4 separate regions of the Mus musculus genome follow, and regions 2, 3 and 4 are each linked to region 1. Evidence: chromatin contacts called from public HiCAR-type and promoter capture Hi-C data. All regions are on one chromosome and are shown on one strand. Each heading gives the region's core, a stretch centred on a gene start, on an enhancer-like site or on the middle of the called end of the contact. The rest is flanking DNA. Distances are from core to core; before and after follow the strand shown. Region 1 holds the start of Slc4a10 (solute carrier family 4, sodium bicarbonate cotransporter-like, member 10). Region 2 overlaps Dpp4 (dipeptidylpeptidase 4). Region 3 holds the start of Tank (TRAF family member-associated Nf-kappa B activator). Region 4 overlaps Slc4a10 (solute carrier family 4, sodium bicarbonate cotransporter-like, member 10).

The links. Promoter capture Hi-C pulls out the DNA fragments that hold promoters and counts their contacts. HiCAR-type assays count read pairs that join an accessible place to other places.
Region 2: a contact with region 1 is called in a promoter capture Hi-C map of hippocampal neurons, with 2.7 times the contacts expected there. The contact joins the enhancer-like site here to the promoter of Slc4a10 in region 1. A contact is called at or near these places in 3 of 39 promoter capture datasets (the HPC-7 cell line, hematopoietic stem and progenitor cells and hippocampal neurons) and 2 of 115 datasets of contacts at active chromatin or transcription factors (SST interneurons and stem cell-derived neural progenitor cells).
Region 3: a HiCAR-type map of astrocytes shows a contact between it and region 1, with 2.4 times the contacts expected there. The contact joins the promoter of Tank here to the promoter of Slc4a10 in region 1. A contact is called at or near these places in 1 of 15 datasets of contacts at CTCF or cohesin (the NIH/3T3 cell line) and 2 of 115 datasets of contacts at active chromatin or transcription factors (astrocytes and forebrain).
Region 4: a contact with region 1 is called in a promoter capture Hi-C map of second pharyngeal arch cranial neural crest, with 2.6 times the contacts expected there. The contact joins the enhancer-like site here to the promoter of Slc4a10 in region 1. A contact is called at or near these places in 7 of 39 promoter capture datasets (the 3T3-L1 cell line, 3T3-L1-derived adipocytes, embryonic stem cells and 4 more), 1 of 115 datasets of contacts at active chromatin or transcription factors (forebrain) and 1 of 9 other capture datasets (adipose tissue).

What each region holds. Positions count from the first base shown.
Region 1 is chr2:62,043,912-62,048,843 of GRCm38.p6, forward strand. It overlaps Slc4a10 (solute carrier family 4, sodium bicarbonate cotransporter-like, member 10), which reads left to right and starts at 2,604. Exons shown (of 26, transcript NM_033552.3): 1 at 2,604-2,781. The coding sequence starts at 2,734.
Region 2 is chr2:62,336,340-62,341,196 of GRCm38.p6, forward strand. All of the region lies in intron 23 of Dpp4 (dipeptidylpeptidase 4), which reads right to left. Among named protein-coding and RNA genes, the nearest start is that of Dpp4, 73 kb to the right of the region's middle. Within about 2 kb of position 3,227, at least 13 of the 459 cell types and tissues checked have an H3K27ac peak or open chromatin away from gene starts, as enhancers often do. A contact at or near this core is called in hippocampal neurons, where this site is marked.
Region 3 is chr2:61,590,447-61,595,336 of GRCm38.p6, forward strand. It overlaps Tank (TRAF family member-associated Nf-kappa B activator), which reads left to right and starts at 2,651. Exons shown (of 8, transcript NM_001164072.1): 1 at 2,651-2,762.
Region 4 is chr2:62,305,143-62,310,263 of GRCm38.p6, forward strand. All of the region lies in intron 22 of Slc4a10 (solute carrier family 4, sodium bicarbonate cotransporter-like, member 10), which reads left to right. Among named protein-coding and RNA genes, the nearest start is that of Dpp4, 100 kb to the right of the region's middle. Within about 2 kb of position 3,394, at least 8 of the 459 cell types and tissues checked have an H3K27ac peak or open chromatin away from gene starts, as enhancers often do. A contact at or near this core is called in forebrain and second pharyngeal arch cranial neural crest, where this site is marked.

The sequences.
Region 1 (4,932 bases), core at 1,354-3,853:
TATACTCATGCATTTCATATTTCCTTATGCAGTTTGGAATTTCTCTTCTCTTTTATTTCTCTTTACCACCAGAATTTTGAAACCAATGATACTGTGCTAGAAGACTGTTTTCTTAGTAAAAATTCCATTACCTAGTGATGAGTGAGCACTCTCTCTCCAGCTATTGCTCGTTTTATATGAGTTGGTTAGGGTATTTATTGATCCACTATCTCAGGCTTTGGCCATTAACTTTAAGATATTTTATGAAATAGATATAGTAGGTTAAATGAGGATAATTTCCTTTTTCTTCTTTCATTTTTCTAGGCAAGTATTTCATGCTTTTGGATCAGAGATATATAGAAAGATAGGATTTTTAAAAATTTATATTACACTATTTATTACTATTGTGTTATATTTCGTGTATATCTGTGAGAGTTTGTTTTCTCCTTCTACTCTGAGTGTTCTGGGAATGTAGTCTGTTCCTTCGGCTTGATGGCAAGCACCATTTCCTGCTGAGCCATCTTATTGACCTTGAGCTTTAGCAGTAGGGTCTGGTGACTCCTATTACACTGGAACTGTTGGTAGAGTACCAAAGCAATGGTTGTTCCAGCAAAGCACATTCAGAGTTTATTAATACATATTGTAGAAAATGATGATTAATAGGAATTTAAATGCAATTTTGTTTTTATTGTCTCACTTGGAATTAAGAGTCAGAATTTTGGGGGCTGGCGAGATGGCTCAGCAGGTAAGAACACTGACCTCTCTTCCAAAGGTCCTGAGTTCAAATCCCAGCAACCACATGGTGGCTCACAACCACCCGAAATGAGATCTGACATCCTCTTCTGGTGTGTCTGAAGACAGCTACAGTGTACTTATGTATAATGATAAATAAATCTTTGGGCAGGAGGGAGCAGGGACTGAGCGAGCAGAGGTCCTAAAATTCAATTTCCAACAACCACATGAAGGCTTACAACCATCTGTACAGCTACAGTGTACTCATATACATAAAATAAATAAATCTTTAAAAAAGTTTTAAAAAAAGTCAGAATTTTCTTCATTATGTTTAAATTAATTTAGAAAAAATATAAACTAGGTGACTTAGGATTAGTTACTAAATAGAAATTAATGTTCAAAGGACAGTTTTATTATGTTATTCATATAAATCATTTCTGATTGTTTGTTACGGTTATGTGTGTGGGTAGGAACACTTACTTACTCATCAATTTTTTTGTAGAAAATCAAGTTGAGCCCACTTATTCCTAGTCAAATATCTTAAGATTCAGTTCCATTGTATAATCTAAATGTCCTATGAACAAAACTGTTACTCTTAACATTACAGTATAAAAACTAGTAGTTTCCCAGAAAGCAATAAAAACTTATTTTAAGAATTGTATTGAAGATGAAAAAGTTATCCATAATTCCATCTACAATAAGAGATATATAAACTTTAGTGTATTATTAATATTATTTTATGTAAATTCCCACCATTAAGGATTATAAAATCTGGTGGCTTTTTAAGTTTATAATAAATTATAGCCATCCTCTTTTAGCTCCTAAGAGATTTTTATTTTTATATACTTTAAACTTTTATATTCTTAGTCTGAGGTCCAGGGATAGATGGATTTCATTACTTAAAATAGATACAACCAGGAACTGTTTTGGCCGCCCCCTATAATCTCAACATTTAAGACTAAGAGACAGGACGATAACCATTTCAAGGCTACTCTTTGCTTCTTACTGAGACCCTCTCTCAAAGACCTAAGAGATGGACATACAGCTCAGCGGTAAATATTTGCCTAGCATATCTGAAGCCCTGGGGTTGACTGCACATTCAGAAGACAGATCCCATAATTAATTTCAAGAAATATGTATGCAAAATGAATTCCATAATTATTTAAAGAATGTGTGTGTAGACCATCGCCAATGTCTTTTTTCTAATGGTGTTCTTTGACTCCTCTCCTTCCATGAATTACTTAACTAGTTAAGGCAAGGAATATATGCCTAAGCTACTGATCAGATTTGCCACCTTTTAATTGACCTTTAATATATTTTAGTCATTGCTATTGCTATTGTCAGAATATTTTCCATTCCTGTCTGTTTTGAGAGACAAATTTTAGAAAAAAATCCTTTTTAATAGTGTATGACTTGCCAGTTTCTCACAATTTAAACATAGTAAATGTCTATTTTACCACTTACATTTTTAAGTTAGTGAATGGTTCAAGCTCACTGACATTCTAATTTTGAAGTCATATTACCTCAAATATCATACTAAATGATAGTAGGTAAGAGAACTCCTATTTAGACTTTGCATTGACATCACCATATTTGAACTATTATTTCCTATTGGATTCTGGAATGCAGTGAGTGTCTTAAGGTGTCAAAATCAGACTGAACTGGTTAGAGGCCAGCATGAACTCATTTGTTTAAGAAGTTATCATCTCAGGCAAAATTCTCACTGCCCTTTGGACTTGTAGCATCATCGTCTGTACTTTATACAAGTATCCAGGTGTGGGCAGTGATTCAGGGCTTGGGGATCTCTCTTACCGGCCCAAGGATTCAAGGCAATCAGTGCAAAACCTGGCCAGCAGCCCGAGTGAGTAGGAGCCATGTGACTCTGGTGAGTTGGAGTGTGCAGTTGCCTCCTGCTTCAGAGCTACCTGATCCGAATACTAAGCAGAGCGAGTGCCCGGCTGAGTGGAAGACACTGAAGACACTGCAGAGCAAGGTGCTTTTTTTCCAGAGGTGTTACAGAACATGGAGATTAAAGACCAGGGAGCCCAAATGGAGCCGCTGCTGCCTACGGTAAGAGACAACCTGCTGTCAAATAGATTAACCGCTTTGCTGCTGAACCTGTCAGGCAAGTGGTACGCTGCTAGGTGCTGGCAGAGTGTACTTTTGGGGTGGTGGATAGCTCCCACAGCATATGGACAGGGTCTCCTCCCATCTCCGGAGACCAAAATGCTTAAAGCAGAGCACATGCTTTTTTTTTTTTTTTTCCCTCCTCAATATGGATGCAGCATGGTGATGAAATGTCTCATATTTGTTGCTGTTTGAAGAAATGGCTAGGGTTTAGCAGCAGGGACAGTTATGTGTCTTTCTCTCTGCCTGCTATTGCTTATCTTTCTGTTTCCGAAGATTTGCAGTGCTGACTCAAGCTCCTGCAAAGAACCCCCAAACCCCCTTATCCTATTTAGCCCTTAATACATTTCTTCCTGTGCTCCATCCTCAGGCAGTGAGGTGAGGGAATCTGCTGCTGTTTTGAAGCTCTAGAGATTTGATCTCAGCAGAAAACGGGAAAAGGGTCGTGTGTGTGTGTGTGTGTGTGTGTGTGTGTGTGTGTGTGTGTGTGTGTGTGTGAGTGTGTGTGGTCTGTCAGTTCTTTCTCAAATGGACGTGTGCCACAGTTCGTGTATGTGGAAGGTATGCGCTTTTGGAGACAGGCATACTATTCACATATGAGTATCTGAAAGGTTCCTGAACTGTCATTTGACATTAGCCCATTTGTTTATCGCTGGGTCCGTTAGCCGCCTGCTTGATTTAATATTTGGTGTGATTGATTTGCCTGTCTTCTACACAATCCCTCTGTCTGGCGCACAGACTTTGACTTAAGGCAGCATCCCTTTTAGTCTGGGGCAGCTCAAGGGAGGCGTGGGTGAGGGGTGGGAGGAGGTCAGTATATACATGGTGAAGCGGAGATGCCAAACGTTAGCTCCTAGCTTTCTATCAGCGTGATCATTGCTCAGAACAGCAGAAATCTCCGCAGCACCAAACCATGTAAGAGAGAAGCTCTTCGGTTGTGACCCACCTTGCAGACTAGGACCGCTGTAAACTGTCCTTTTCCAAATCCGTTCTCATCTTTCTAATACACAGTTATGTGATTCCGTAGAAGGATAGAGCAATTTCTGGGCCGCTGATTTAGGGCCTTAGGCTGCAGCCGGGTTCTAATGCCGCAAAAAAAGATCCCGGTTTGCTTCCTGCATCAGCTGTGGCTACTGAGCATGCCCAGTGTTCCCCAGGACACCAGGTTTGGATAGGGAGGGAGCAGAGAGGTGGGAAGAACACCAGTGTCACCACGAAGAACAGAGCCTAAATTAAGAGCAAGGACAGTGGTGGGGGGTGGGAAAGGGTGTCAGATAATTGGCCAGCACTGTCGTAAAGCTAGAGCCATTGTGTGTGTGTGTGTGTGTGTGTGTGTGTGTGTGGTATTTAAAAAAAACGAGTAAAAGATTTGTGTACCTTCTTAACTTGAATAGATACATAAATCGTGCTTCTGTGGTTATTCGGAATAAATAGTCTTAATGATACCAGGAGCTGTTTGTTCTGTAAACGACAGGAACTATACACAGGAATTACAGGATGGAGATTTAGGAAAGATTAAATATAGGGGGGAAAATCCCTTTTGTGGCAGGGGAGTGGATGGGGGTTGGGACTTGTCCTAGAAAAGCAGGCTGAAGCCAGTTTGATGTGGCTTATGGATTGTCACTTGGTGGGAGCAGTTAAAGGATTTAAGACCAAATGAGGATTATCTGCAGGGGTTTAGAAATGGATGACTTTACTGGGCTATGGGTTTGTGGCTTAAAAGAGCAAGGAACATAAAAGTTTGGCTAGAAAAGAGGAACTATCATAGAAAAGAATTAAAGGCCACATTTAAAAGTTTTCATTTCCTTGGTGTTAATGGATAATATAGAATAGTTTTACAGGTTAATGGTAACACAAGAACCATGTTAGCAATATGTTTTTAAAAAGCCTAAAAAATTAGGAAAAAATGGTGGTTTTGGCCCGATTTTATATTTGTATAGTGTTGTTTTTAACTTCTCCAATTGCTTTAATCAATAGAAAAAAAGGTCATTTCTGCTATGTAATAAATAAGAAATTGAGGCACATGGAGTCCAAATAAAATGTTGAAGGTTACATTGTAAGGAAGCCAGGCTAGACTATAGATCTTCAAAAACT
Region 2 (4,857 bases), core at 1,977-4,476, 290 kb after region 1:
GCAGTCAGCATGTTTGCAAGGAAGCCCCTATCCATCACAACACTGCCACTGCTATTTTATATCCATCCATTTTTTTTCATCTAGTCAAATAATACTCATTTATAGCCAACTAAATAGTCCAAAAAAGTGACTTGATTATATTATTTATTATCCTTAAATAATAACATATTTATTATAGTATCTAATACAGAGCTAAATATTTACCAATTAGATGAGTAAGTACAGTTATTCAGCATTATCTGCTATAATTGATCCTGCTTTTGCATAGTTAATCGCAGTAAGCAGACTAAAATATTCTCATTCTGCAATTTAGGAAGTCATTATGCCCACTTCCAAGTGCTATACCACAGCAGTTGTAATCCTAGGTACCGGTCCTGGAGCATTCCCTCTGTGCCTGTCACTGTGCTAACTAACCATCTTGAAGGAGCCATGAAAGTGAATCAAATGCTCACACCTGTGTGAAGTAGGTCTATGCCAACCCTGCTCTATGTATGCAGAGACATATCTGGGAAGGAAGTCACTTCCACCACAATCCATCTCTAAGAGATGTCAAAACTGGACCAAGTCTGGGAAAACCTCCTTTTATTTTCTGTTTCTCTGTCATGTCTTCTAAAATTCAAAAGGGCTTATGATTGTCATCCAGCAAAGGAACCCTGTGAAATAAAATTTTAATTAACTGTCCAGGAACTTGAAGTATGTAAGTATCTCTGGATTCTGAGCTGTGTTTGCCTTCTCGCGGTGAAATAATTAAATGTGAGATTGGTCTTGACAACCCTGAAGGTTGGGAAGGGTATCTTTCCCATCAGCAGGCGATAGCACAAAACTTTTATTCTCTCCTCTCCAACAGGAGACTATCACATCACATTCTCCTAAAAGTCATTGGTATCCACTAGACAAGGCTGGACGGTAAGGCTCATGACTCATTCTGAGATACAGGGCCAAGGCCCCTTAGGGGCCCTTCCCAGTGATCTCTTCTACCAGCCAAGCACGCAGCCTGTGCTGACTTCCTGCCATCACGTTTCTTCACAAGTTCGATTCCACCCTTTACTAAGAGATGATAATCGACTTTAACACCCAGCTCTGACCCAGATCTACAACTGTGTCACCTCGCCTCACCTCTAGCAGCCCCATGGGCCTGTCTTGCTTGGCAGCATGAACAGAAAAGCTGCTCCAACCATCTCCCCGTGCCATGAGATGGAGAAATGTCATTGAAACAGAGAGTAATAGTTAGGAGACATATAAATACACAGGACAGTTAGCAAGGAATGTGATAACTACTGGAGTTTGGACCAAAACAGTTTCTGGCTGCCTTTTTTTTTCTTAAATGGAGTGAATACAGGCTGAAAGAAGACAATTTTTATAAACAAGTAAAACCCTGAGCCTAAGATAAATGTTGTGATGTACACACTGTAGCTGTGATGAACTAGACATGGTGAGAAACGCAACATACTGAGAAAAAGACGAAAACTGTGATAAAAGTGTCATGATGCAAATTGTTTTACATTAACAATATTACACTACAAAGAAAGAAAGACAAATACTTTAATGCAGCAAGAGAAAAATAAAACAAAAGCTTCCCCCTGCAGTTGCAAGAGAAGTGTGCCATTTCAGTCCATGGTTCCCTGCTCACTGGGAGCAGCCTCCCAAGGGACTTTTCAATGAGAGAGACAGGCAGCTGCCAAGAGCACACCCTCTTAGGAGCTCTCCGTGCAGGAAACAACCCTTCATCCCCCAAATGCAATGATGTCACTTTGCCTCAGGATCCACTGGTGAGTGGTTCATTACTGGACCATGTGTCCTAGCTTCTCTGGTAAGACTCTATTTGCCCTCTGTATGGCACACTTCAAGCTGTGAAGGAAACATGCAAAGCGAGTGTATAGGCAATGCATGCATTTCTCCAATATATCATTAACGGCCGGGAAGATATTAATTGTACTATTTTCATGCACCCCAATTGGATGATCCCCCATTGCCTATCCATGGAAACAGGAATGAGAAAAAGGAAATGGATGACTAAGTTACAAGCTGAATAGTCTATCACCAATGACAAAAAACGGAAGCTCGGAGTGATAAATGGGCAGGGATGCAATGGTAGTGCAGTTGGCACTCTCCTGAGGCTAGAAACTTCCGGAGAGCCCCCTGCTGCCAGCAACAGTCTGGCAGAGAGAAGTGGAAAGGATTGGTCCAGCGGCAATGCCGATTCCACAGCATCTCTGTGAGGAGGTTTTTCTTCAATCCCCAAGAAGAACCATCTGTAGCTGCTTGTTGGATCATGCTGGTTCCTCAGCTACCTTCCAACAAAGAAATCTTTGTATTTTTGAAATAAAGGAAGGAGCTGATGAGAGTAGGGGAATGCTGTGAGAAACAGGAGGTGTGACAATTTTCACGCTACCCTTTGTGCCATCCATAAACCAGAAGGACGCTTGGCTCCCTGAAGATAAGGATGGTGGCAACTGCCATGCCTTTGAAGCTTACATCATGGCAGGTGTTGGGGTCTCCTGGAATCACTTCTGTGACTCTGGGAGGCATATATGGTTACTGCCATTATGTAGAGGGGGAAATTCAGGTTCAGGGAAGGAACACAGCCTCCTCAAGTTCAAACTTCTTGAAGTAATGGAAACAAACTTTCAATGCAGGCTGTTTGAACTTCAAAGCTCAGGTTCCTGACCAATATATTCTATAGTCATTTGATCACAGCCAAACTACTCATTACCACCCAGAGGCTCCTGGAGAGGACCAAACATTCACTGGGTCTGAGAGATAACACCTTACCAACTCAGGAAGCTACAACCTTGGGCTTACTAGCTTACTCTATGGATTCTCCTGAAATCAATGCTGCATGAATAATATTAAAAGGTGCCATTTGGAGAATTATCATTAATACTAAGCAGAGGGCACAGAAAACATTTAAGAGAAACTGAATCCAACCCATCAAATAAGATGTTGTACTTGTTTACATCCACCCAACAACTGCACCCAGGAGCTGCCAAGGAAAGAGCTCCCATCCACCCCAGACAGGGGGCTCTACCTCGGGCCTCACAAGCAACACTGGCTGCTTTAAAGATCACACAGCAGTCAACATTTTATCAGCACTCCACAAACAAGTTAAGGTTTGGCTTAAATCTGAAGGTCTCTCTCCCTTTGGCATATTCTGGGATAATAGAACAAATGTCAAATCAGTGCAAGATGGCATATTTACAAAATTGCACCCTGTTTTGCATAACCTAACGATGCAGCATCCTAAGGATTGAACGTTTCAAATCTGCTAGCAGAAGACTGCCAAATCCATGACTGTTTCATGCACTTGCCAAAAGCCTATCAAATTTTGAGCAAAATGCAAAATAAATCTCCTCTACAAGTTAAATCAGCCCTTCTGTGTGTTCCAGGCTGCCCTCTCCTCTTGGCAGCAAGGCTCAGGACTGGGGCCCCACTCCCCCTGCCCTCTGTCTTCTACTTCTCTGCTTATTCACAAGACAATCCCTTCTCCAGTCTACGCCCTGCCATATGTATTGGTCACCATTTGGTCTGCTCTTCCCCAAGCTATCCCCTCAGTTCAATAGATCTGTCTTAGAGATCCCAGGAAAATCTTTCTCTCTGTCACTGTCTCTCTCCCTGCTGCCCCCTCCCCACATAGTAACCTGTTGGGAGCCTCTCTGATCTTCCTGGTATCTTCCCCCTTTCTCTGCCCTTCTCCTTCTTTCCTGGCTCATAGAGTGTCTTCTTCCCTTTCAAACCCTCAACATCTATATGTTGCTTGAAATCTTAGTGCCTCGGTTTCCCTGTCAGTACAATGGTGGGAATCAGGGAAACTTGAACCTGATCATTCTTGTAAAGCTCTTAGAATAACAGTCTAGTTATACTAACACAATAATGAATGGGTGAATGAATCTGGGTGGGGGTGGGGAGCTGAAATCCTTTATTTTTGACTTCTCCTTTTCCCTGAACTTCCTACAGGCTTCTGACATAGATAACCAGGCCCTATGGTCACAATTGGGAAGTCTCTAGTCTTTTCCATACAAATTGGATACTGTTGTGATGTTCAAGTTATGTTCCATTACCATTTAAAAATTTATCTCTCCAGTGTTTTTACTATTTTTCTTGTCTATAAGGAATAAACTTTTGAGCAAGTCAAATGGCAGACACTTTGAATAAATGAACGAAAGACTCTTACATGTTAGTGTCTGATTGCTGGTGAGCTTTGAGAAATTGATCACCCACCCATTGGTCAGGATCCCAATCCTTGGGTTATGGCTACACTATGGCATGTGTTGGGTCACAGATTGCAGAATTGCCTCCCTGGTTGTCCCATTTCTTTGCTTAAATCCCTTGCCATTTCTGTCTGTTATGCATGGAGACTGCAGGTAGAGAAGATTTGTCCACAGAATTACCCTGCTAAATAGCTCAGACATGTCACCTTTCTGGGACCAGGTCCTTGGGGGATTCCTCTTTGGGGTCTTTGTAGTCTTTAAAGGAGTTCCTGCCTTGTCATTTGTCCATAGTGGGTGATGATCTTCAAAAAGTCTTAGGGGGGTCACTGCAGGGGTCACTGTATTGAGTCAAAGCCTGAGTTTCACGATCTCCCAATCTTCATAACTATTTTTAAAATATCCGAAATAATATACCTGCTGTGGGGAAGTTAACCACGTAGGTACATGCCTTCACAAATGGTATACTAGCTTTGAGCAGGGCACACACTGACAATACACCTGGTGGCATCTCTTTCCTCAGTAGTAAAGAGGTCCAAATGCACAGGTGTGTTCTCTTGGAGATTTGGGTTCCTTTAAAGTCGGGGTCATTTATCCCCTGGTACTGACTCATCTCATTGAGTTGTACTGAAAATTATGTTCTCTTCCAAAT
Region 3 (4,890 bases), core at 1,401-3,900, 450 kb before region 1:
GATTGGGTTGTTTCCATGTTTAATTTATTGAGTTCTTTATATATTCTAGATATTAATCCACTGTCAAATTCCGTAACAACAATTTTCTCCCATTCTGTAGGCTATATCTTTGCTTATTTAACATGAGGTCCCATTCATCAATTATTGGCCTTATTCTCAGAGCAAATAAAGTCCTATTGACAATTTTTGCCTAAGCCTAGATCTCCTCCACTTTTTTCTCTAACCGTTTTAGAGTTTCAGTTCTGACATTCAAGACTTTGGTTCTTTTTGAGTTGATTTTTTTTTTTGTACAGGTGAGAGATATGAATCTAGTTTCATTCTTCTATATATGAATGTCCACAACACTATATTTTTAATATTCATTGAATGTCAATGCTGATGAAAGTCGTAATCATTACAGGAAAAATAAAATATATGTCTGTGTTTTGATTTAAAAATCATCAATTTTAAACAGTTCTGTCAGCATTTAGGCCCGTTGCACATGTACAGTCATTTCTCTTCATGACTAAACATCATGGGAATGGAAAATAAAAAAAATCTATGTGTAAGAAATGCATATTTTCCTTATTCAAAGTTTGCAGCACATCTATATTTCTAACTGCCTATGTAGTCAGCCTTGTGTTCTTAATGTATTATTAATTCTATAATTTTAACAAGGAATTTCTAAAGCAGCTTCAAGTGTACTCAAAACCAATGCTGAATGAACTAGATTTCATTAAAATGTGAAATTTCTACTCTTCCAAAGATATTATCAGGAGGCCCGTGGCCTCTCATGCCCTTAATTCTAGTACCAAGGAAACATGAACAAGCAGATGTTTGTGAGTTCAAGGCCAGCCTGGTTACATAGAAATTTCCTGGCTATCTAGACCTGTTTAAAAAACAACTAATATAAGCATATGCAAAGAAAGGCCATGTGCCCTTAAAGAAAACACTTCCTCTCCCAGAAGTCATCAGTTAAATCAATCAAGACACAATTGCCTGTTAGAACAACCAAAATCTAGAATACTAAAAACACTGAATGAGGACTGGCACAGACAGAAACTTTCCTTCATTACTGCGCTAACAAAATAGATACACACTTACCATCTTTCATATTCTTTGCATCTGCCTTAAGGAGTTGATAATTTATTTTTTCCTCATGAAAATTAGAACATTGTTCTTGCTAGCAGTTTTTTCCACCTCAGCACTGAGGATGAAGATGAGGAACATGCTGGAAGTTTCTAGACCTTTCTCTCAATTTACTTTGCATCTAACCCTGCTCTAGAGAAAACAAGTCATTTTGTTTTATTTTAATATGAGCAGTGCTGTGTCACAATTAACTTGATGACTTAGTGGGAAAAAGTGTTTACTTGATCTAAATGTTATAGGTGGGAAGTTCTGCTTGTTAAAATTTTGAGTAATATTTTATAATATTTTTTAAAGAATCATATAATGTGTTTGTTCTATTTTTCCTTTAGAAATATATTATAATGCATATATGTCTGGGTGAGGGTATAGGATCCCCTGGAACCAGAGTTACAGACAGTTGTGAACTGCCATGTGTGTGCTGGGAATTAAACGGGGGTCTTCTGGAAGAGCAATCATGTGTTTAACCTCTGAGCCATCTTTCCAGCCCCACAATGTTCTGACCATATCCCCCTCAACTCCTCCTAGATCCATCCCCTCTCCCAACCTTATGACCTCCACCTCCCACCCCAAGTGACCACAAAGTCCAGTTTGTGCTGCCTGTATAAATTCAGACATAGTATCATCTACTGAAGCATGAGACACACCCTAAATAAAACTGGCCTCCTCCCCTCAAGTCCACCCACTGCCCTTAGCTCCTCACAGATACTGGTTTGACATATGGGCTTGTGAACCCCACCCACCACTGTGGTAGCAGGTTGATTGGTTGGATCTTGCTTAGGTTTTCTGTGAGCAACCGCAGCTGATGAAAGTTTTTTAATAGTTTTAAACGATGGTTTGAATTTTAAAATTTGCCCCAAATATTCAAGCTAACGGTTAGAACCAGACAAGTGTTTGAATCTTTGAACTAAAGAGAAAATGGGGCAGCCAGAACCCAACTCTCTTGTTCTAACACGGAAAAGATGTTTTTCTCACTGCGTCCATCTGAAATTTCTCTCTCAGCTATCATTCAAGCATGTCTGGATAAAATAATGAGAAACTTTTAATCCCCGAGAAATTTACTAGAAATTGAATTTTTTTTAGCAAGTATATCCATTGGAAAGTATTACTAGTGGGAGGAAACACCGAGTGTATATGTAATATTTCTCAAGTTGTGGACTTTAACTCAATTATATTCGCATAAGGATCTGGTGAAAACTGTAATTTCCTGGGCCTTCCCCTACCTGCTCTAAACAGGAATTTCACAATATATCAAGTTTTTCTGAGTGGTTCTCTAACCTACATATAAGGTAATATTAGAAGTAGTTATTTACTGTTTGCTCAAAATTCTAGCTAAGACACTGAAGTGACCTTTAAACAAATGACTTATGTTTAGGGTTCTCTTACTGTCAGATGCTATTTCCTGTATGGCCCCGGGCCTCCAAGGAGCTTGGCGGGGCGGGGCTTTGTGGGCGGGGCTTTCCTGCAGAGGCGGGACGTGGGGCGGGGCTGGCCCTGAGGATGGAAGGTGAAGCGTTAATGACTCAGAGCGCAGTCGCTGCCCTCTGAACTGGAACGGAAAGCTACTTCCGGTTGCAGTCATTCTGCCGGGCACCGGCGACCTGTGGCGTGAGCGAGCACAGCCGGAACCCTCCACTGTGAGTAAAAGCGGAGACAGGGAGTCTGGGTCGGCCGAGCCCGGGGACGCAGGGCTGGGGTGTGTGAGCGGGTGTGGGATGCGCTGCGCTGCACCGAAGTCTCCTCCGAGAAGTAGAGCTGCGGCCCCAGCGAGTTTACAGCGCGATTTTGAGCGAGAGAAAGCGCGGGTCCCTGTCCCCGAGCTGACCCTGTGGGGCTTTCCCGGCCCGTGACCTCAGCTCCGCGACGACAGTCCCCCACCCGTCGCGGCAGGGTGACTGCCGCTCTCCTCGCTGCTTCCCGGGGCTGGAAACGAGCGCGGCACGGCCTGCGGTGTTGGGGCGCCGGGGATCCCGGAGTCCTCGACTTCGCAGAAGCCGGTCGCCCCGGCGGTTATGCCCTCGAACACTTAATAGACTCTTTGTGTCTATCCCGGGAGTTGCACAATTCCCTTCTCTGCTTTCCTGTGGAGTGTCATCATAGTCTTGTCAATGAGAAGTTGGGTAACTTCCCCCTAGGAGTCCCGGAGAGAATGGGTGGCCAAGGCTCAAAGAGCAGAAGTAGCCATCCTCCTTCCCTGGTCACCCAGTCATTAGGTAGAGTCTCCACCGTCGTGTAAACTGAGTGGCAACGAGTTATACACCAAAAACAAGCAAGCAAGCAAACAAACGAGAAGAAAAAGAGCAATGCTTGTCCTGAAATCCGATCAAGGGGGAAGATGCTCGCTGTACCCCCAGAGGACTTAGGCTCTCTCACTATTAGGCTGGCTGTACAAAGCAGCCTTCTTGGGTGTCTTTTTCTCTCGCAGAAACTTTTGAGAAGTTAACATGAAGAAGAAACGATAAGCTAGAAAGTGAAGAGAGGTGGAGTAACACCCCGCCGTTTGCCCAGTAACAGAAAGACAAGCACCACCTTCTTGCGAAAAGCCATATTGTCCCCTTTGAGAGGGGCCGTGAACCCCTCAAATGATAAAGGAGAAAATGAAACCACCCCGCTAAAGCGTTTTCAATCATGTAAGACAAAGCCTTCCACATCTCTTAAAGGCGCCTACTCACGTTGTTTTGCTCCCCTATGGAAATGAGATCATTGCTTACTCTGTACACCCTCTTCTCTTGGCGTTGGTCACTTTTCCCAAGTTTGGATTTTTATGTCGTTTTTTTTTTCTTCCTTCCTTCCTTTCTTCTTTCTTTCTTTCTTTCTTTCTTTCTTTCTTTCTTTCTTTCTTTCTTTTCCTTTCTTAAAGGTACAGTTGTTGCCAGGCATGGTGGCTCATGCTTTTAATCCCAGAACTCAGGAGGAAGATACAGATATAGTAACCCTTCATGCTATGTGCCACATACTGTAAAGAACTATTAGTCATGTGGCTTTGCCTAGGTTTTGTATCCAAGATTATTGTCCTCTTGCAAATTATTGAGATAATTTCCTGTGCTATTTCATTTTAATACTTGACTCATTTTAAACATCTGAAGTTATTCTTGTACACTGTAGAAACATAATTATGAATTAGGTATCATAGGTTTTTTTTTTCAACGTAATAAAAACAAACATACCAGGAAGAGGAATTTTCATTTGAGGTATCGTCTCTATCAGAATGGCCTGTGAACTTGTCTGTGAGGTATTCTTTTATTGCTGGTTGATATGGGAGGATCCAGCCAGCTCTGAGTACTATGATCCCTGGGCAGGTGGGCCTAGACTTTATAAGAAAGAATGAGCAAGCTGGGAGAAGAAAACTGGGAAGTAGGCATCAACCTTCTGTGGTTTTTTGCTCCAGCTTCTTGCTTGAGTTTCTGCTCCAACTTCCCCCAGTGATGGGTTTTGAACTATGAGTTGTAAGATGGAGTGAACCCCTTCATTCTCAAGTTGCTTTTGGTCATAGTGTTCATCATAGCATCAGAAACAAAAGTACAAGTGGGTTAGGTGAGTAAGTTGACTTAGCAAGTAAAGGTGTCTGCCACTAAGCCTGACATCAGGGATCCATCCCGAGGACCAGCAAGGTAGAAGGAGAGAAACTAACCCCTCAATGTTGCCCTGTGACTCTTTTACACACACACACACACACACACACACACACACACACACACTACACGCCAAAAAAGAAAAGGAAAGAAAGAGAGAAAAGAAATTAGTTCTTTCAGTTCTTTTCCAACT
Region 4 (5,121 bases), core at 2,144-4,643, 260 kb after region 1:
ATACCTCACTTGGTATTTTTCCTGCTAACAGGTTTGAATCAGTAGATTTAAATAAAATTGTTATTCTTAAGACAGACAGAATATTTAAGAAGAAAAAATTGACCTGGTTTGCTTCTAAAATGATCCAAGCTTTAAAACAGTGTTTGTGCTTTGGGTTTTAGCTATCTTCCAAAGCTACTGATTTATCCTATTTTGTTCATAAGAGAGAAAAATGAGATGTGAGTTTTATGAAATATACAGAGCTCATATGTCCACCTGGGTCTTTTAAAAGACTATTTAGTCATACCCATTATTAAAGTACATAAGAGCCACGAGAAATATAAATAAAATAATGAGACACTCAACATTTATTAATTGAGTAACTGAGCCCAAAGATCACAAAACCTGAAACAAAAATTTTGATTAATAAATGAAATGAATGAAACATTTTATAATTGTGTATTTTTTCCAGTTTTGTTTTCATGGGTGTTTATTAAAAGGATTCATCCTCTTTTCTATAGAATATGTTTGGATCATACATGTATTTCTTTTCTCCTGCTGGTAATTTTATTTATAAATATGAAGAGCTTTGGTTTTACTCAAATCATTTAAATAGGCCAGATTGGACCATAAATCCTATGAGGTTTTAGCCAAAAGCATTCTATGAACAGAGCTCTACAGCATGTGGCGGATAGTCCCTTTCTCTGTGGTATCTACAGTTAGAGACAACACTATGCTGCATCTTCTTTCTGCATGAGTGTTTCAACTTTCCAAAATGTCATAGAAGGCATACAGAGAATCATACTTCTAATAATGTTAATGCAACATCAAAATATTGTGAAACTGTCATTGTTTGTTTAGTTTTCTGTTTACTATACTCAACACTTTACCAATCCATACATGGTATATTAATACTTATTCCACCTGACAATTTTTTCCCAAGGTTAGAAGTTTGAAGGGAAGTAATTTTGAAGACAAAATTTATTGCCCTTGATTTTTTCCCCATCTTCCAAGTCATTATACCTCCAAGCTTACTCATCTGGTAACGGACACACTGTGTTTTCTTAATAAAGAAAATAGTCTTACTCTTATTTCGTATCAAACATCTTTGCTGTATCCCGTACAAGCAGAATATATAGATATGGTAGAGGCACCCTCTTTCATTGACTACCATCCCTTTCATAGTATATTCCTGAGGCCATTCTCAGCATGAAACCTTTTTAGAATTTCATTTCTCTTAGTATTTGGAAAGCACTTCAGGAAAATGCAGTGTAATCTCTCATGCTACCTTATTGTCTCTAGAACTATAGAAAGACACCATTGGTTTCTCCTGTTTGTTCATGACATTGTAAAGAACAAGTTGACAGTGATCAGAACTGTAGTAGAACTTGCCACTGAAACTTTGCACAGTGGTACCAAGTCAAAGCTTTAACTGAGATGTGATTATCGCTAGTAGAATTAGCCATTCCTTTTGCCCATAAGTACTGGCAATGTTTATTTGGCATTTATACGGGTGTGCATATCATGGATGCATTCAGAGAATTTATTAACCGGCCTGAGACCTTGTATAGAGATTCCATCATTTCACACTCTGCCTTATCATGCTCTCATTCTGTTTACTGTTGTTGTTTTTAACTTGAAAGTAAAGATTTTAAGAACAACTGAATACCACTAAATTTCCTAGAACTTATACTTTCAACAAGGATATAAAAATGGAATAAGACTTCAGTTCCAAATGAGAGGGAACAAACCTTACAATATATTTATGGGCGTGGTTTAGAGATCCTGAAAATCTTACATAGATTATGACAATGATACTTTTCATATGATCCTAATTGCATAGAAATAAATGGGAAACCCAGTATTTCATTCAAGAAATAACCTAAACCCAAACATTAAAATATAGTTCTAAGAAGTGCAAAGAGGACATTACTCCAGCAAAGTGGAGAGATGGAGGAAAGGGCATGTGGAGACGCTTATGTTCTGTTTGGAATTAGCACTGGGAAAGCAGCGTGGAGGAGGACATGCGGGGGATGACACCAAGCTCACATCCAAGGTTCACTTTCTACTTGAGGGCCCAAATTTGGGTATTTTCTTTTCTGGAGCCTATGAATTCCCGTGAAAGTTATGGTAGTTCTATAGCATCTTGTACCAACGTTTAGTGCTCCAAGAGTGTGTGCAATAGAGTGGATAATGGACAAGTTGTTCTGAAATGTTCACATTAATTGAGGAACTCTGGTTGTGATCTGGCAAGATGATAAACAGTAGAAATGTCTCAGCTCCCCGAGACTTGAATTTAAAGTGAGCTCACCTCTTGTCCTTTTGATGATAGTTACAAGCTTGTACCTTTATCCTCCAGGGTTTTCCTATCAGTAGCCCATTTCTGGACTTATGGCTCTGAGAAAACATTCATTTGACCTTAAAATTCAATAATGAGTTAAGCAGAATAAATAGCTACACAGGCCAGTCCAAGGTCGCAGAGCTTCTGTTCCAAATTTTCATGTACTTCATGCATATGCATATGCATATGCTTCGGTTTTTAGAAAGAAAGGATTATAATCAGGGTAGAAATGAATATTGGAACCCTGACATTTTGCACATTGCTCTGTGTAAAGGGAAGACTGCAGAATCAATTCTGGATGTCCAAATGTGCTCAGAGTACCAACATGCCTTCCTTCCTTCTTCAATATCCTCCAGGACATTGCACACAGGACAGACAGACTGCCACTAAATGCAAACAACTCAACAGAATGTTTGCTCTGGGGTGGTGAGCAAGAGTGCGGGCATTAGGTAGAGGCTGGGAAGGCAGGTCTGTAGAAGTGTTCGTATCTGCACCTTCTTCCTTACTGATTGATCACTCTAACACATACAGAATAGAAGCAAACAAAAAGAAGGCAAGTGGAGCCTTGTGATCATGAAAAATTCCAAGAAAGTACAATCTAAAAATAAGCACAATTAAACAAATTACAGCAAATGCTTTCCTTCTTAGAAAGGTAAGAATTGGCTGTAGGTTTAGGAAGAACGTCCTTATTACTGACATCCATAAGCGTTTTTTGTTTTTTGTTTTTTTTTGTTGTTGTTGTTGTTTTTGTTGTTGTTGTTGTTTATAATTCAGCTATAGAGTGGGGCAAGCATGTTCTATCTCCTGAAGCAGCACTTTCCCAAACTGTGGTTCTAGGAGCTCTGCTGCTCCAGCCAGCACCTTGTAGTATTTTAAGAATGCAAATTCATAGGCTTGTTTCATCAAAGTGCCGACGCTAGAGCCAGCAGTCTGTTTTTTGAAGACCTCCAGGTGATTCTGACATCTGAGATAAACATTTTATTAGACTCACAGACTCTCAACCTCTCTAAAAAAGCTAAGTTCTTAATATAAGACGACAGTGTCAGAATTTTGAACTTACAGTAATTTAGGTGATGACTTAAAGGTGCTGAGTCAGGTCCAGGGAGAGTGAGGGGGGTCAGCAGTCACAGGCACTGCCTGGCAATCTGTCCTCAAGATCTTTCCTAAACCCACATGTCGAAGGAGAAAACAAACTGCTGCAAACTGTCTTCTGACTGCCACATGCCCCCCCCCCTCTCTCTCTCACACACACACACACACACACACACACACACACACACACACACACACACTTCAAAAAGTTGCTGAGTCAAGTTCTGATGCATCCATAGCCTTACACCAGATTACCTTTTAAGGGGTTTATTGTTTTATGTTACCAACTCTTTAATCCATTGGAAATCAGATATAATACTTCTTGTTTGTTTGTTTGTTTGTTTACATTCCAGTCGTTGTTCCCCTGTCAGTCCCCCCTCCCACAGTTCCTCATCCCATTTCTCCTCCCCTTTGCCTTCCTAAGGGTGCTCTCCCCACCCAGAACCTGCCCCCTTCCCTGGGACCTCAAGAGTATTAAGCTCTTCTTCTCCCACTAAGGCCATACCAGGCAGACCTCTGCGATATTTGTGCCAGGGGCCTCGGATTGGCCTGTGTATGCTCCTGGTTGGTGACTCGGTCTCTGGGCGCTCCCTGGGGTCTGGGCTAGTTGAGCCTGCTGGTCTTCCTATGGGGTCCCTCTCCTTGTCAGCTTCTCCAATCCTTCCCCTAATTCAACCATACAGGTCCCCAACTTCAGTCCAATTGTTGGGTGTAAGTATCTGCTCTGTCTCAGTCAGCTCCTGGTAGGGCCTCTCAGAGAACATCTGTAAGCACATCATAGCATCAGTAATAGTGTCAGGCCTTGGTGTTACTCTCAAAAGATGGATCCCAAGTTGGGCAGATCATTGGACAACTTTTCCTTCAGTCTTTTCTCCATTTTTGTCCCTGCAGTTCTTTTAGACAAGAACAGTTCTGGGTTAGAACTCTTTGTTAGTCACCTTGTCCCTACACTTGAGGCCCTGTCTATCTACTGGAGGTGGACTCTTCAAGGTTTCTCTCCCCACACTGTTGGGCATTTTGTCTTAGGTCAACCTCACTGACTCCTGAGGGTGTCTTCCCTCCCTGGTCTCTGGTACCTGATCCTGTTCCCTTTCCCCCTCCTCCTCCTCTCTCCCACCCAAGGCCCTCCCTCCCTCTGCCTTCTGTGATTATTTCCTTTCTCCTTCTAAGTGGAATTGAAGCATCCTCACTTGGGCCTTTCTACTTGTTACACTTCTTAAGGTCTGTGGATTTTATCCTATGTACTCCGTACTTTTTGTACACACCATGCATGTCCTTTTGAGTCTGAGTTACCTCACTCAGGATATTTTGTAGCTCCATTCATTTGCTTGCAAAATTCACGATGTCCTCATTTTCAATAGCTGAATAGTCTGAATAGTATTCCATGGTGTAATTGCACCACAGTTTCTATATCCATTCTTGAGTTGAGCGACATCTGGATTGTTTGCAGCTTCTATCTATTACAGCTTCTACCTAATTGTCTGCTATGAACATGGTCATTTATTGTTTTTAAACTATATACATATGCACTATCTGCAGCCCAGTGTATTAGTTGAGAGAATGAAATGGTAGGTGCTTCCTAGGTTCTGCAGGGCTTATTTGTCTCCTCAATAAAATGAAGTGTTGAACAGGAGTACTGAATCTCCGCAAAAAAAGTCCTTAAAAAGCAGAAATTGCAACATTGACAAGTGTTTGCTCCCTAAAATAAC